Linked DNA regions of Mus musculus: all the other regions are linked to region 3. Evidence: chromatin contacts called from public HiChIP or PLAC-seq and promoter capture Hi-C data. All regions are on one chromosome and are shown on one strand. Each heading gives the region's core, a stretch centred on a gene start, on an enhancer-like site or on the middle of the called end of the contact. The rest is flanking DNA. Distances are from core to core; before and after follow the strand shown. Region 1 holds the start of Tmem164 (transmembrane protein 164). Region 2 holds the start of Lhfpl1 (lipoma HMGIC fusion partner-like 1). Region 3 holds the start of Alg13 (asparagine-linked glycosylation 13).

Region 1 (3,817 bases), core at 273-2,772, 1.6 Mb before region 3:
AAATATTAAACCAATATGAGGTACATTCTGAGTAGTTCTTTCCTTAATTACCGGCCCTTAGAGGAGCCAGCCCAGCCACGAGGTAGAGAGCGTCAGAGAAGAGGGGGCCCCCTGGACCCAGCTAGCGCTCACTTTTCCTGGCTGTTCTTTCCAAGGTGGGGTTAGGAAGCAGCTGCGCTCTCTCTGTCTCTCGCTCTCTGTGTCTCTCTGTCTCTGTCTCTGTCTCTCTCTGCGGGTGGGGGACGGGGGTGGGGAGGGAAAGAGGTCAGGAGAATCTTCTTTTCCTCCACCAAGTCTATCACTGAAGGTTCGCTGTGGTCGGAAGGGGGCGGAGAGGAAGAAGGACGGCAGGAGGGAAGGAGGGAGAGAGCCAGCAAGGTTTGTGTAGGGTGGGGGGAGGGGGGAGAGAGAGAAAAGCATCAGAGCTGGGTTAGAAGGAGTCCGAGGAGAAATCCTCAAATTTAGGCACTCAAGAAGAAAGTGAGGCTGTGACAAGAAGGTGAGCAATACTTTTATGGTCTTTTTTTTTTTTTTTTTTTGAATCTCCCATTTCAAGGCCGAAGGGAGGAAGCAGGAAGTCCATACTCAGCACACTCCCCAAGCTAAAGCCTGTCCATCAGTTTCACAGCCTTACTCCTAGAAGTTAGCGAGGACCGGCTGAGTGCCCAGTATGTGGTCAGGTATGCAAAGTAGTGGCCCGAGAACCAGGTCAACGGAGGAGTTAGTCCGCCAGGCTTAGGTGGGGAGGTGAATTCAGTCACAGTGGCGAAAGAGCAAAACTGTGCGCGAGTGCACGCTTGGAGTGCAGAAGACCAGGCTGGAGAAGGAGGAGGAAAGAGGCGGGGATGGGGCCTCCGAGGGTAGCAGGGTGGGGGCGGGGGTGGGGTGGGGTGGGGTGGGGAGCAGAGAGGAAGCAGGGCAGGAGGTGGGAAGCGAGGACGAAGTGGGTAGGCTGTGGAGGGAAGGCTGCGAGGCGGGGCAGTGGTGGCTTGAAGACGTGTGTATGTGTGTGTGTGTGTGTGTGTATGTGTGTGTGTAGGGAGGGAGTGAAGTGGATCGGAGGAGTGTGTGTGTGTGTGTGTGTGTGTAGGGAGGGGGTGAAGTGGACGGGAGGAGGGCCGAAGGTGGAGGGAGTTGGCGACGAGGGGGTGGAGAGAGGGAGGGGAAACCGGAGGAAGCGAGCGGCGGCTGCCGGGGGAGGAAGGCAAGGAGGAGGAGCCGGAGCGGCGGCGGTGGCGGCTGCTGCTGCTGCTGCGGCCGCCTGGGGAGCCCAGCCGAGTGCCGCCTGGGGCTGCGGGGAGTGAGGGGAGACGGAGAGTTCGGTGGAGCCCGGGCAGCGGAGCCGAGCAGCGGGTGAGTGGAGCCCCAGGGGGACTCGGCGGCCAGTCCTCGGGGGGCCGGACGAGGAGGAGCGGGAAGATGGAGCGGTGGCGGCGGGGCGGAGGGTGGCGGCCCCATGGCCCGGCCCCTGGCTGGCCCCGCGTCCCCGCCCTCCCTCTCGGCTTCCTCCCGCCGCCCGCCTGCGCCTGGGGGGCTGGTCCGGAGCAGGCGGAGGGCTGAGGGTGGCGCTGGCCCGGAGGGCGGGCGTGAGGGGCCAGGGGGGGTGGAGCTGGGGGTTCGGGGGTGTACCCAGGGGCGGGAGGCTGGACCGGGACTGCTCTAAATTGGCTGGAGAGGGGGCCCCGTCGGCGGCGAAGTTGCTAGCTGGGGGCAGAGACGGCCACGCGGTTGCAGGAGTAAGACCCCCCCCCCCTCTCGTGGAGTGGCTGAGACGAGGAGTCCGGCGTCCCTGCCCTCCCCGTCGCCCTCCCCGCCTGCCCAGCCCTGCTAGCTTCTCTCCTAGCCTCCGCGTGTCCCCTCTCTCTCTCACCCCCTTCTGCCTCCCGCTTGGCTCCCTCGGCAGTGCCTAGTGCCGGGCCCCCTAGGTCCCAGTCCTGACCCTCTTGGCCTCCAACTTGCCTTCACCCGTGCTTGCTTGGCCACCACTCCCGTTCCCCTTTTCTTCCCTCACTAGTTACCCCTCCCCGCTTCGTTAATTCCCGTGCAATTGCCTCTTTGAGACCTTTTTTTCCTCTCCTTCCTTTTAGATTGGCCAACGGCTCCTTTCAACCCTGCCTCGTTGGTGGCCACTGGAGAAGCGCGGGGGGCTCCCCAGACAGCCGTGGGGACAAGTTAGAGCCAGCACTTTATCCCGGGCCTCGCGTGTAGCTTTCCCTCCCCTGTTCTAGGTGCCCCAGTGTCCAGAGGGGGGTGCGGGTGTGCCCTCCTTACATGTTCCACCGCCCGGGCAACCCTTCGGTCTCGTGTTCCATCTCGCTCTTGCTTCCTGTACCGTAGTCAAGTGGAGCCACTTTGCATCATGTCCCGGTATAGCTACCAAAGTCTCCTGGACTGGCTCTATGGGGGCGTCGACCCCAGTTTTGCAGGCAATGGGGGCCCCGACTGTGCTGCCTTCCTGTCTTGGCAGCAGCGGCTGCTGGAAAGTGTGGTGGTCCTGACCCTGGCCCTGTTGGAGATCCTGGTGGCCCTGCGGCACATCCTGAGGCAGAAGGAGGACGGTAGGGGTGGCCGTAGCAGCCAGCCACAGCAGGTGACCCAGCGGCCAGAGGAAGGCAAGGAGAGCCTGAGCAAGAATCTGCTCTTAGTAGCCCTGTGCCTGATCTTCGGGGTGGAGGTGGGCTTTAAGTTCGCCACCAAGACCGTCATCTACCTGCTCAACCCTTGTCACCTGGTCACCATGATGCATGTGAGTCTGTTGACTTTTTCCTGGGCAGCCTAAGTGATAAGAGTCATTAGCGTGCTCAGGACACTGGTGTGTAGAGCACTTCGTTCCCGTGGGAAGTGGGACCCTTACAAATGCTTTTCCAACCAGCATCCGCTTTTGTGCTAGTAAACTTCAGCATTGCACAACAGGTCAGCCCCACAGTGGAGGTGAACCCTAGAAATGACTTGCACTTGGAGCCCCATGCCCCTCCCATCTCAGCTCTGCTGGGGCCTGGCCTTTTCACCAGCAGGAAGTCCAGCCCCAGCTAGGTGACCATTCAGGATCACATCTGTGGCGCATGGCCAGCACTCCTGCCTTTTGTAGTAGTTTCCCAAGGGGCCTGGTGACAGGCTTTCCTGGAGGTGGTGGTCACACAAGCTTCTTTGTCTCCACTGTGGTACATTGGGGGGAATAGTTTTAGGGGTTTCTCTTAATGACTCTTTCATTTCAGGGTGTCTGCTCTCGGGGTGAGGTCAGCTTTTAGGTTGTAAGATACTTGAGCAACCTAATTTCCTCACAGGCTGGAGATCGCGATCCCGTGTGAGAGGGGTTTTCCTTTTTTCAAACTTCTCCATCTTACCACTTGAAGTCTCCGTCCTATGCTCCAAGGGTGTTCAAGAAAGCTGACTTCTTTTGCTTCCCTGACCTCTTACCCATTAAGCTATGCTAAGACAAGCAAATGGGATTGATAGGGGAAGTTGCCAGCTGGGTACCAGTAATCTGTTCTTTCCTAGGCCTGCTCAGGGAAGTTCTGAGGCTCTAACTTCCTGCAGCTTGAGGAGAAAAGGAAGAAAGGGAAGGCAATCAGGACTTTTAGATTCCAGGCTGTGGAAAACTTTGCTTGTTTGACTCTGACTCGGAGTAGTTTTGAAGCCTGTCATTAGCATCTTTATTGCTTTTATATTTGTTGAAGGTTATGCTCAGGTGAATTGTGACAACCTTGCATAGGGCCAGAGAGGTTGAGATTATTATCCTCACGTTACAGGTTCTAGGATAGAAGTCACTTGCCTCAAGGGAAAAAAAAAAGGTTTAGCATCAGGGACTGACTGACCT
Region 2 (3,677 bases), core at 663-3,162, 1.0 Mb after region 3:
TATAACAGGATATGATTACCTCCTCCGGTGTGTCTGAAGACAGCTAGAGTGTACTTACATATATAAAATACATAGATTTTTTTAAAAAGAAAATGTAACTCAGGTGACTTCCCTAAATTCCATATGGGCTTCTCCTGATCCTAAAATGCCACTTCCTGAACACTTATCTGTCTATGCTTTATCAAACAGAGAGGAATCTAGTTGCACAGAATCCCAGTGCCCTATCTTCAGTGGTGGTCTGTTTGTGTAGGGAATTTCCCACAGACTATCAGGCCATTCTAAGCTGCCCCTCAGTTGCTCTTTCAAGATAAGGATAAAGCCTTAGCGACAAGGGAATGAATGATTGGAAAGGCATGCATTTTCCACCACCTTTAGGTTCATAACTACACCATGCTATTGCTATGCAGTGAACCTTCTATTCCAGGTCCTCAGAATAAAATGCCACCACAGCTAACTAGAAGGCAGGTGAAATGGTTTTGCACTCAGTTCAAAATAGCTAGGATGCTGCATGGCACAGGAAAAAAAAAGTCTCTGAATGAAGAGCTCTCTAACTCCCCTGCATCAAAATCACTCTAGATGCTTTTTCAAAGTAGAAATTGTGATCTCTCTCTCTCTCTCTCTCTCTCTCTCTCTCTCTCTCTCTCTCTCTCTCTTTCTCTCTCTCTCTCACTCCCTCGCTCTCACTCACTCTCTCTCCCTCCCTCCCTCCTCAGATTCACCAAACTTGAGTTCATGAGAAATTGCAATTTTTCTGATGGAAACTCAGGACTGAAGAGGGAATACTCATTTAGTGGAAATGAGTGAGATTTTGGAGTCAAATATGATGCAGACTCCTGAAGTCTTCCCCTTAAAGTGGTGTGAATATGGGGTGTGGTGGGGGGAAATCACTTCAACCCTTTGGGTTTCTATTTCACTGGAAACAATGGCATGAAATACAAGTAAACCATATCATACATGGTATATATTACATAACAACAGGGTTGGTATAAATTCTTTTCCATGCTAGCAAAGAAGACAGCATTGTTGAATAATAGAGATAATTTGATGTTACTCAGAAGAAAATCAGCCCTCTCCCACGCCATCCTGTCTCCTTGAATCCCCTCTAACAGTTGTTGCTCCTGGGCTTCTATTTTTCTTTCCCACCAAAAAATAAAACCACTTGGCTAAGTGTTCTTTCTTAGCATGGATTAATAATTAACACCTTTCAGCTTCCTTGTAAATCACATGTGGCACATAGTAGGAACTCACAGCTACCAAATGAATGCCAAGATTTAACTCCAGCCCTACTGACCTCAACATCTGCACATTAGTTTAACCTGATTCTTGTTTCAGTCCTGTAATTTCAATTTAAGCGAGTCTAAGACATTGCCCTACCACATCGGGAAATCAGATCCGTTTTTTACTTGGATAGACAAGTCAGAACAAAATCCCTCCCTCTACTCCCAGGGAAAGTCTGCCTTCCTCTCCTCAGGTTACCAAGTCCCTTGGGGGAACACAGCTTGCTCTTAACCCTTAGGTCTTCAAACCTTGTCAATATGAAATAAGAAACCAGCACTGATCCCCTCATAAGACTAGGCAAACAACCAACTATGAGGAAGTAAAACTACAGCAGGCTGCCCTTGGGAAGAAAACCAACTTCTTTGCGCTTTGACATGAAAGGACAGGAAGCCTGAGAAAGGAAGCAGGCAAGAAGGGCTGAGCAAGGGGAGAGCAAAGCAGGGGTCTCTTCCAGCTGCTTCAGTTGCATTTGCCCAAGCTGCATATTTACCTTCTAACCACGAAGGCTGATTGACTTGTTCCCTTTCGCCTGGTTCAGATTTGAGAAGAGAGAGAGAGAAAATAAGAACTTCTCACAGCTTGTCAGACAGGGATGGGATTCCCAGTTGCTCTTTGCAGTGATGCCTGAAAACCTTGCTTTACCTTTGGGAGAGAGGGGAGGAGTCCAGCTTAATGGGAATTAACTCCAACTACGCTGGAGGCTTCAAACTCACCCTCTGACATGCAGGCACTTGAAGCAGAAACCAGCTCAGCTAGCACTGGGCTCTCACCCTTTCACCACCCACATCCCAGCTGCCAAGGGCTGGCTCTCTCTCTCTCTCTCTCTCTCTCTCTCTCTCTCTCTCTGTGTGTGTGTGTGTGTGTGTGTGTGTGTGTGTAGATGTCTGCCTCTGTCTCCTCTGTCTGCCTCCCTCCCATCTTCCCTCCACCTTCCCCCTTTCTCTCCTTCTCTCTCTCTGCTTCCCCCTCCGCCCTGTGTGTGTGTGTGTGTGTGTGTGTGTGTGTGTGTGTGTGTGTGTGTGTGTGTGTAGCCACTCTATGTCTCTTCCTCACTTGCTGAATGGCAGCTGTGGAACAGAGGTTCTCCCTAACTTTTCCCCGAACACCCAAATAATCTCGACCACAAGTATTAGGCACTCTGGGGCAGAGGGTGGTAGACTGAGAGAATAGAATTTTCCCTCAAACTGTTATCTATTGTTTTGGGGAAAATAATACTCTGATAGAGAAATTTGTGACTCTGTTAACACAACCTGACCTTTAAGAAAACAACTGAGGACTGGAGAGATTTATGTCCATGTATCAAAGTGCTTTCTACACAACCTCAAGACCCATGTTTGCTCCTCAGACCCTATGGTAGAAGGAGAGAACAGATTCTTGAAAGTTGTGCTCCGAACCCCATAAACATGCTCTGGCATGTACGTGCCCATATTCATACTCACATAGGTTTCACACAAACAGGAATAATAATATGTAAAATTAAAAGACACAAAATGATGAAGAACTACGTGTAGTGGCACACAACTGTAATCCCAGTGTGCCAGAGCCTGAGGCAGGAAGATCACAAGTTCAATGCTAACCTGAGTTACCTAGCTAGATGATCGTGAAAACAAACAAAACCCTAAGAACTTACTCAAGCCATACATTGAAAGGGAAGTAATACCTATTGAAATAGGAGTAGAGCCAAACATCAGTGCCCAACTTATCTAACAGCACAGGAACTGCCCTTTTCCACTTGGAAAACAAACTGAGTGATCTGAAAAGGAATGAACCTTGTCTGATGCTCTGCCCCGGGATAATATCATCTCTCAGGTATGAGTATCCCTGGCACACTCTACTTCTTTTTGGAGACCTATCATCATCTCTATTGTGCACTTCTGCGTGTGGCTCTTATTTCCCCTTCAGTCTAGATGCCTTGTGAAAAAGGAACTTGACTCGAACTAAGTTATAAGGAAGAAGACTTAACAGAACAGTCTTAGTGGATCCCAAATATTGATGCTTCCTGATTGCCTTCAAAAGTATGCTCTGAGCACTAGCAATCTTGTATTTCTGCATCTTACAGCAAAAGTACACAAGGCAAAACTAAAGGAATTAGTAGTTTGATATATTCATTGGGCTATAATTATTTAATGAGCCTACTAAACTTTTCTCATCTGCCTAGATACATGCATAAATCCTGCCCTGTCTTTTATCATCTATATTCATGCATATATTCATTTATCAAGCTATTTCCCATCAGCAGTTTTTAACCATGTTTTTTCTTCCCAAACATACTGATAAATGACATTCCCATCTGTAATAAGAGCTTACTGAGGCACTTCCTGCAGGGAGGGCCAGCTGACTTCTTGCATATAACTTGTAGTAGTCTGACATTTAGTAGTATAAGTTCCCTTGAAATTTTA
Region 3 (3,990 bases), core at 208-2,707:
AGGCTCTCATCCAATCTTGGGTAACTTGATTACAGCTGTGTGCTACTGTGCGGAGCTGATAAAGAACAATTTAAAACACGTGCGTTACCTTTAAGTATTTGATTCTCTATGGGGGTGGTGCATGCGCTATGTTGAGCATGTCTCAGGCTGGAAAACAACTTATAGGAGTTGGTTTCCTACCCCCATCACATGGGTCCTGGGGATGAAGTCAGGTCGTGAGGCTTAGATACCGGTGCTTTCATCTAAGCTGCCATTTCCCTGGCTCAGAGAGCAGGATCTTTGTTGCATGCTAGCATAGATGGAAGTAGATTGGATAAAACAAAGTAATATAATTTAGGAATTTCAGAAATCTTGAGGTCCTGTTAAAAGAAAAATATCAACATTATGACACTTCAGCTCATCTAAGCACTAGCTCTTCCTAACAGCACCAAAACAATGTCTGACAAAATGAGACGAGATTTATCTACCATAATACTTGGTCCATGAAGAGTATTAAGTAAAAAAAATCATTTCCCCCAGCCTCTGATCACCCAAGTAGTGTTACAGCTTGTTATTGTTTATTACAGTCCATTAAAACACCAATCCAAAGAAAATTAAAAAAATAACAAAAGAAAAAAAAGATTAAAAAACAAAAAACAAAAAACCAATCCCAAGAACCCATAGTTGTGACGCTGCCAGGCCAGTTTACCAGATCAAGGTCATCCTGAGCTATATAGGGAATTCTAAGTCAGCCTGGGCTACCGGATACACTGTCTTTAAAAAACTATCCAAAATAAATGCATCAAATAAAACCTCACTTCCTTACTTTCACAGCAGAGCTAAAACAAAACAGTCCAATATCATTTACTGTAGCTGAATGTTTATCTTTTTTTTCTAAGTCTTCATTACCTGCCTATCATCTATCTATCTATCTATCTATCTATCTATCTATCTATCTATCTATCTATTGCTGACTTGGAGCTCCCAGCAATCAGTCCTCTTGACTCGTGAACTACTATGCCAGGGCTAAAAGTGCACCTCAAAGATCTAGTAAGGTTTGCCTGACAAGAGCTATTCTTATTGCAAAAGGCTCATACGAACCAAGAGTAGTGGACGTTTATGTTGTCACAGGAACATCTCAGACTTATCAGGGCAAGATTTGCGGTACTTAAACACTGTTTAGTAGGTGTTCAGGGTGTCTCCTTTTTCTCAGTCGACAGAAATTGCACTTGGCAAGTTTCCATACTTTTTGATAGCTAACACCTGCGCTACCTGCAAAGGGTATAAAGCATTGCCGGCCATGCTGGGACTCGGACAACCCGCAGGCTCTATGCCTGAAGCGCTTCACCCACTACTGCTTGGTAGTGCTGGGGAAGGAGGGAGCGCCCTAGCGAGTCGAATTTTCCGCCTCTCCCGGACGCATTCCCAAAGGCAGCGTGCCGCACGCCATGGACTTCCGCCTCCTCCCCCCACCTCCCGTTTCCCCTCTGGCATTGGTGCGAGCCGCCTGACGTCACATCCGCTCCCGCAATTCCGAATCTGGAACCCGCGCGATGAAGAGAGCGTTTGTGACTGTCGGGACCACCAGTTTCGACGAGCTCGTCGCACGGGTGGTCGCTAACGACTGCGTTCAGGTGAGTCGGGGCTGGGCGGCCGGCGGGCGGCGGGCGGCGGGCGGCGGGCAGCTCGGGCTGCTTGGTGCTGGCCGCTTTAAGCTCTGCTCGCCTTCCCGAGGCGCCGGGGGAGCTGAAAGGAAGCTTGGCGGCTGTGGCTCCTGCTCTGCTGTGCCCTAGCCCACGGCTCCGCCAGTCCCCCACCCCGCCGTTTCTTCTCCCTCCCGCTTCAGCCCCTTCATGCGACCTCACTGGCCCTCCCACGGCGTTCCCCCACGACTGTCATGTGTCCCTTGGCACTCTCTCCCTGCGACTCCCGTCTCCCCACGGCCTCTCTCCAGCACCGCCCCTGCTGGGTCTCCTCTCAGCCCTTGCGCCTCCCGGAGCCTCCTCCCCGGGCCTCGACTACTTCCACGTCTGGCTTCCGTGGCTCGGTCCCTCCCCGAAGCTCTGTCGGGCCCCTTGGCGCCCCTGTCTGTGACTTCCCACCCTCTCAGGCCAGTCAGGGGTTTTGCTGGCGGCCCTTTCGTCCGCGACTCCCCCACTTAAGCCCCTCCACCAGGGAACAGGTTGCTCTGAGGCGCTGGCGCTGACCCCATCCCCTTAAGCCGTTAATGTTTCCCCCTCCTTCCCACCGACCGTAAGGCCTTGGCCCACGACCCCCCATTTCCTCTAGGATGGCAAACGGTTTTCCCTCACTGTGCCTCTGTCCGCGAGGCGCCCCCCTCTCAGGCGGGACGCGGTTCTGCCCTGCAGGGTCTGTGTGTGGGCGACCCCCCCCCCAGCCCCCTCGTGGTGGTATTGGTTTTCCCTGCAGCACCTCGGTCCACGCCCTCCATCCTCGGGCTGGTAATGGTTGGTTGCCCTTTAGTGCTTCAGGCCCACGTCTCCAGGCCGGTAAAAGGGTTGCCTAGCGCCACCTTGGCTCGAGACCCCCTCCTCGCGCGCCACAGGTGGCCCCGTGACACCTTGGCTCGAGACCCCCTCCTCGCGCGCCACAGGTGGCCCCGTGACACCTTGGCTCGAGACCCCCCTCCTCGCGCGCCACAGGTGGCCCCGTGACACGAGACCCCCCTCCTCGCGCGCCACAGGTGGCCCCGTGACACCTTGGCTCGAGACCCCCTCCTCGCGCGCCACAGGTGGCCCCGTGACACTTTGGCTCGAGACCCCCTCCTCGCGCGCCACAGGTGGCCCCGTGACACTTTGGCTCGAGACCCCCTCCTCGCGCGCCACAGGTGGCCCCGTGACACCTTGGCTCGAGACCCCCTCCTCGCGCGCCACAGGTGGCCCCGTGACACTTTGGCTCGAGACCCCCTCCCTCTCCCCACCTGGTAGCAGGTCATCCTGTTGCACTTTGGCTCCAGACCACTCCCAGCCAGTAATTGATTGCCCTGATGTGCTGTTTATTCGAGTCCTTGAACAGGTAAAGAGGGTCTTTCCCTCTGGGTGGCTCAGGCGGTGACCCCCTACTGCTTTGTTGTGACTCAGCTCTTCTGGTGGGACCTAAACAAGCTCCTCCCTTGGTTCCCACCTCGTTCTCCTCCACTCCTCCTCCTCCTTCAAGGTACACTTGTTCTGTGCTCCACTTGTTTTGTGCTGGTGGGTGGTAAGTGAGGTTCCTTGGCGGTGCCCTGACTTGGGGGAAAAAGGGTTAATTTTGAAAACTGGTAGGCCGCAGATGGCTTTCACATGTCTGGCTGCTGCTTTTGAGCTGCAACTTGGGGCTTGCTTGACTGGCGTTCTCGAAAGAATTTAAAAGCGCCTTTAAAAGCGCCGTTTTCTTATTTTCCTGTTTTAGATCCTCGAGAGTCTGGGTTACAACCATCTTGTCCTCCAAGTTGGTAGAGGCACTGTGGTGCCCAAACCATTCCGTACTGAGTCATTCACTCTGGATGTTTACAGGTATAAGGATTCTTTGAAAGAAGACCTTCAGCAAGCTGATCTTGTCATTAGCCACGCAGGTAAAGTATCTGAGAATCTTGGGGGTCTGTGTTTTAAAAGAAGTAGACACTTTTTCAGATTGAATTAAAGAGGGCTTGATATGTAATTCAGTGGTAAGGTACGTGCCTAGCATGTTGGCTTATACCTGTAAGTACAGCAAGTGAGAGGGGAAGGCCAGCCTGGGCTGAGACCCTGTCTCAAACATCTGTAAACTAATTACACAGAATAAACTCATCACAGCCCCCATTTTACTAGAATTGTTTGCCTTACTTGAATATAGAGAACTTTAGTGACGAGCAAGATATTTCTTGGTAAGAGAAGGCTATGAAGTTATTTTAGCCCAGTTTTATAGTAAACATGGGGGAAAGATAATGTATGCAATAATCATATCATTGTAAATCTGAAATAAGTATTTGGGCTTAGATCAGAAGGACATTAAGCCTTTTCAGTGGTAGGG

What was found. Promoter capture Hi-C pulls out the DNA fragments that hold promoters and counts their contacts. HiChIP or PLAC-seq counts read pairs in DNA pulled down with a chosen protein or histone mark.
Region 1: a contact with region 3 is called in a promoter capture Hi-C map of liver, with 3 times the contacts expected there. The contact joins the promoter of Tmem164 here to the promoter of Alg13 in region 3.
Region 2: an H3K27ac HiChIP or PLAC-seq map of large pre-B cells shows a contact between it and region 3, with 5 times the contacts expected there. The contact joins the promoter of Lhfpl1 here to the promoter of Alg13 in region 3. A contact is called at or near these places in 2 of 39 promoter capture datasets (pre-B cells and second pharyngeal arch cranial neural crest) and 1 of 115 datasets of contacts at active chromatin or transcription factors (large pre-B cells).

What each region holds. Positions count from the first base shown.
Region 1 is chrX:142,680,204-142,684,020 of GRCm38.p6, forward strand. It overlaps Tmem164 (transmembrane protein 164), which reads left to right and starts at 1,523. Exons shown (of 7, transcript NM_001199360.1): 1 at 1,523-1,736; 2 at 2,088-2,746. The coding sequence starts at 2,360.
Region 2 is chrX:145,347,027-145,350,703 of GRCm38.p6, forward strand. Lhfpl1 (lipoma HMGIC fusion partner-like 1) reads right to left here and starts at 1,913. Exons shown (of 4, transcript NM_178358.4): 1 at 1,769-1,913.
Region 3 is chrX:144,316,509-144,320,498 of GRCm38.p6, forward strand. It overlaps Alg13 (asparagine-linked glycosylation 13), which reads left to right and starts at 1,458. Exons shown (of 4, transcript NM_026247.3): 1 at 1,458-1,613; 2 at 3,391-3,553. The coding sequence starts at 1,533. Gm33235 (a long non-coding RNA gene) reads right to left here and starts at 1,473. Exons shown (of 2, transcript XR_878274.2): 1 at 1,081-1,473; 2 at 1-359.